2 separate regions of the Bombyx mori genome follow, and region 2 is linked to region 1. The links are chromatin contacts, called in public Hi-C maps. All regions are on one chromosome and are shown on one strand. The core of a region is the stretch at or near the end of the contact, and the rest is flanking DNA. Distances in the headings are between cores, read along the strand shown. Region 1 overlaps LOC101737035. Region 2 holds the start of LOC101737035.

Region 1 (2,704 bases), core at 70-2,569:
ATGTCGTAATGCTCATTACCTCCGCCACCGCCACAGTGACAGTTCCCTGCCTATTCGTTGGTAGCATAGAGGACTATTCCAGGAATTCCGGAGGGGTAGGTGAGCTCACGGGTTCAACCTGAGAGAATTTGCTAACACTAGCCCTAGCAAGAGCAGTGCTTCGCCGAATTTACTACCACTTCAGAATTGCGACCCACTGAGAAGTTCCGGCGAGAAACTCAATGGGCTGTGTCTATGGATTAGTTCACTAATCGAACTCTTCTTCGAACGAAGAATGCCGACCAGTCCTGCTTTTCCTACATCGAGCTAAATCCCGCGACCTTCAACTTATGTATTACTAGCGACCCGCCCTCGCTTCGTTTAATATATTATTGATTTATCCACTATTTAATGGATGCTATTATACATATAAACCTTCCTCTTCAATCACTCTATCTTATTAAAAAAACCGCATCAAAATCCATTGCGTAGTTTTAAAGATTTAAGCATACATAGGGACAGATACAGGGACAGAGAAAGCGACTTTGTTTCATACTATGTAATGATGACAGCGTTTTAAGAGATATTTTTATCAAGGCTATTTTTAATGACACGTGCTGATAACGTTACGAGTCCATTTATGCCTTATCTACGTTGCACCGAGGAAGGCGAGAGCGCACACACACAACTGTTTACAACGTGTCAATCTTGTTGAACAAAAAAACATCTTTAAAGATTATTTATTATACGGAATGTCTTTGTCTTGAACATGCGAAAAAACGTGTCATATTTATATCTGCGTTACTTTGTTTGTTTATTCAAGTTGAGCCGTATACGAAATGTGATCTACCTTTGTTTGGACACGTTTCTAATCAAACTTATTAAGCATGACCTATCATTTAAAGTTTTTTAAAAAAATATATTTAATATTTACTTTTTAACTGTTTAATGAAAAAAAAGCCATTAATGTATCTTCAAATTGTTTGTAATTAAGTATTTCTGTGTGGAATAAAGAAAGCTTTATTACTATTATTATTATTATTATCTTTTAAAGTAAAATAAGAGTAGATGCTCAAATTAAACTTGAATACGAGGTGTAGGTATTCCGGTACTTAAAAATATTGTCCATTACATCTTAAACCAAATTTTCATTTATTCATAAATGTGCATGCTTAAAAATATCCAGGAAGCATATTTTTATCGTGCTAGTTTAAAGTTTACATCATTAATTTTTGTAAAAAAAAAAAAACTTATTGTGCAATAATTGTTTTGGCTAAACTGGTGATTGTTGTCATAACCCACCCGATGTAACGTGATTACCAAACCCATGGATATCACAATATAAATGCCGCCATACACACCGCCAAACACATTAACTAAGTCTTAATTTTATAGTATAGCAGCTGTATCTTTCAAGCCGAAACCCACCACGCGGCAGAAATAGGCAAAGTAATTATGAACCTTTGTGCGGGCTTACAATTTTTTTATTATGATTGAAGGATTACTAGTGGCCCGGAGGCCTCTGAAGTTTCACCAGGACAGGGGCTTACAATACTACAAGTAGCTTAAACTGTATTCGTCGATATTTTTTTCGTGGATCATTATACGTTATCCTCTTCGTTTTTCTCAAAAATTTTAAAGGCACACAAATAGACGATAGTGAGCAAACCGCCTTTTGTGCCTCAAGCCAATCGTACAAACCAAAATAGTCTAAGAGACAAAAAAAACGGAACACTTTTTGAACCGCACTTCGCGCTCGTCTTATTTAACTTTATTTGCTTAGAATTTTGTTGCTTTATTTTTGGAAAAGTTAAAAAAAAACAATATATCGACTTTGTTTCCTCTCAAATTGTCACAGGAATCGAATGTAATACGGCATTAGTTTTTTTAATTTTAAATGTCGTTTTCTATTGTTATTAATTAATTAACCTCATTCAAAAACAAAAATAATTTATTTCTGTTTATTGTATTGTCCTTTGGCAAAGGTCTCCCCTAGATTTTGCTATACTTTTCTTATTTTTTCTTAACCTCGTCTTCCCAACTTTTCATTTGTCGTCCGGTCGTCCCTTATTTCTTTTTCTTTCACGAGGATACCACATAATGATATCTTTGGACTATTCTTATCTTCGATACATACCGATCTTCAAATATCCTCCACAAATGTGGTGTGCGGGTTCTCTTCAAAGCAACCACATTTCATAAATTATTGAGAGAATTCTAAACCCCAATTCTTGTTCTAGCCTATTCTAATTCGAACACAGTAAACATAAAATAGACCAAACTCAGGCAACCTAGTTCTTCGACCCAGTTTCATACTTAAACAGGCAAATTTCAAAACATCCGCATATGGTCCACGGAAACTATTGACTCAACTGTTTTTAGCACTAATATAAAACAGAGTGAGTCTTGTTTATTTTGTTACATGCGCATATTTGTTATAGTAATGAATTCTAACGTGAATTTAGTCTAACAACTTATTAATAGTTTGCGAAATAGGGTAAAATGGCCGTTAAATTTAATAATAAAACACTCGAGTGAAATTAAATAAGTACATTGAGATTTTAAATTCGAAAATTGTATTTTTTCTCTGTTTATATTACGAAATTCATTAATTATTTAGAGATTTGTCATATTTTTAAATCGAACTATCTATCCTAAGCTTTATCCTTAATATTTTTTGTACCTTTTACATCTTCGGTTAATAATTTGTATGCGTCGCACTAAT
Region 2 (2,731 bases), core at 154-2,653, 44 kb before region 1:
TGTCGGCGTTCAAATCCTGAAGGGGAATAGCATAGTGTTGTTCTATGTGAAAAGGTAATTAATACGAAACGAAAAATGACTTTCACGATACATGAATAATATCGTACAAACCTAGAGTAAAAACAAGATAACCAATATAAGTTGTGTATTTATTCGTAATGGTGTTGTTTTTAACGCAATCTGTAGCGAAAATGTAAATAATTTTAAGGTTTTTTACTATTCTAAATTTGAGATTGAAATATTCGGCATATATACCCAAAGTATAAATATAATGTACTTACCATTATAAAATATTAGATGCAGGTGATAAGTGGTAAGAAAAGCGAATAAGTACTGTTAGAAAAACAAACATAACAATTTTTTTTTATAACTTAGATGGGTGGACTAGCTCACAGCCCACCTGGTGTTAAGTGGTTACTGGAGCCCATGGACATCTACAACGCAAATGCGCCACCCACCTTGAGATATAAGTTCTAAGATCTCAGTATGCGGCTGCCCCACCCTGCAAACCGAAACGCATTACTGCTTCACGGCAGAAATAGGCAGGGTGGTGGTACCTAACCGCGCGGACTCACAAGAGGTCCTACCACCAGTATTACGTGGAGACCACAGAATTTGACCATATCGACGCTTGAAAGGCAAACGTGACTAAGCGACAATGCGTGAACTTTACAGTAGACTAATTTAAAGTTGATATACCTGAAAAAAATTGTATTTTAACGAATCTAACTGTAGGATGGAAATGATTTTAATAGACCTAGAAATATATTTTTTTTGCGCATCGAATATGGTTATTACCTATCATTTATGTACAAAGCAGTTATTGTCGCATAGTCACGTTTGCCTTTCAAGCGTCGATATATATATATACAAAAAAAAAGATATTTTACATTAGGATTTTACAAGATGCAAGAAGCGAATCTGAGTGCAGCCTGGCCGGGCCGATCCGAAACCGTGTGTCTTCGACCTGACCCGCACCGCGTGCTCTCGGCGTATTTCAACTACCGATTGTAAATGTCACGCGTCCAACGCTGCCCAAGTTTCATTAATTACAACACGGTATTTGAGAAATCCATATTTTAGTCATTTCAATTCTTTAATAAATAATTCCCGTAAAGGTAAGAGAAAAAAACAAGAGAATAAAATGTGAATATCATTTAAAAAAGAAAATTTAAGTAATCATTAAAAAATTACGGAGCTGTACTTAATTTATCATATTATAATTATTATACATGTCAAGACCAAAAGAAAAAACTGATTGGTTTTTAATACAGCCTAATAAACATGATACTTAAAACTATTGATGCAATTAATACAAATTCATTTGACAATTTTGTGAATAATTGATTTCAATTATTGTCTAAAGTTATCGTCCTAGGTGATTCATTGTAACATTCACTCAACAACGCTTATCGATGCAGCATTGTACACAGAATCTAAGTAAGTCTCGTTAGAGCCACGTAACGTAGTACGGATGTCCAGCAGCCCCTCTTCCCTCACAAGAGTGGAGAGAGGGCGGAGCCGCGAACCTCAGTTCTCCTCCGCACACAGCAGCGCGTGTACGTACGTGCGCAACACAGTGCCGAAACAAAACAAAAAACAAAAAAAAAAACAGTTGCATTTTATAACAAAAATACGTGCTGTGCTCCGAATAACAAAAACCGCTGGATTTTGTTTGACGTAAGTGTGATTTTAGGTTTGTTTTCATTTAGTTCGGTGAAAGCACGATCACTGAAAGGCTGTATAGATGGAATTGAAAGGTGAATGAATCGCTTTGCTTAGTTCAGCGCTTATTGTGATATCGTCATTAAGTTATCTTCAAGTTTAATAACCTTTTGCCTAATAATAATATTATGTGCTTATTAGAGTCACATAGATAGAGTTCTTATAAACATTTTAGTAGCTGCGTTCTGTTAAGGTTTTGGCCGATCGCATTAAGAAAAGCTGATTAAGCCATGTGGAACTTATAATATTAGTAACAGCTTGATACATAAATCTGTTTTTATGTAGTTGATTAGTTAAGTCGATTCGTAAAGTCGTAGGTTTCTGTCTTTCCCATAAATATATCATCTATACTTCTAGATTAATTTAATAAATAATTAAAGAGTTTTTACATTAGAACACGAAATGAATGTGATATTAAAACAGTCGTGTTGTTCAGGTCCATTGAAAGGTAGGTATGAAAGTGGACAATCGTTATTCTGAGCCTCAAAGACTTCGGAACTGTGCCTCAAAGTTTGGAGTGGTATAATTTTTTTTTTTTTTTTTTTTTTTTTTTTTTTTTTTTTTTTTTTTTTTTTTTTTTTTTTTTTTTTTCTATTGCCCTTGTAGGCAGACGAGCATACGGCCCGCCTGATGGTGAGTGGTTACCGTCGCCCATGGACTTCAGCAATGCCAGGGACAGAGCCAAGCCGCTGCCTAATATTCTGAAGCGTTTGAATATAGTCCATTACGTACATATAAATACGTACGTGACGTGTACGTATAATTACGTACACGTCTGCGATTTACGCCAATAAAAAATGAAATAAACTTTTTATGAATTTATAAGGAATTTGTTTTTGCACTCATCACTAAAGTTTTAATCGACACCTACGCTACCATCATGCATTTGCATATTTTTTTTCCCAAGCTGAAGATTTACGTCGTAAATAATAGATTATCTATTTAAATATTTTTTTGTAATTTATTCGCCGTTTATGTTTTCAATTTTAGTGCTACATAATTAAGC

What was found. A called contact is a pair of places that touch in the nucleus more often than the background predicts.
Region 2: a contact with region 1 is called in a Hi-C map of midgut, with 2.5 times the contacts expected there. The contact joins the promoter of LOC101737035 here to the enhancer-like site in region 1. A contact is called at or near these places in 5 of 7 Hi-C or Micro-C datasets (midgut, posterior silk gland and whole pupa).

The regions. Positions count from the first base shown.
Region 1 is chr22:3,767,741-3,770,444 of ASM3026992v2, reverse strand. The region is part of intron 2 of LOC101737035; the gene reads left to right. Among protein-coding and RNA genes, the nearest start is that of LOC101737035, 44 kb to the left of the region's middle. Within about 2 kb of position 1,319, at least 6 of the 8 cell types and tissues checked have open chromatin away from gene starts, as enhancers often do.
Region 2 is chr22:3,811,359-3,814,089 of ASM3026992v2, reverse strand. LOC101737035 reads left to right here and starts at 1,403. Exons shown (of 3, transcript XM_004931948.4): 1 at 1,403-1,680.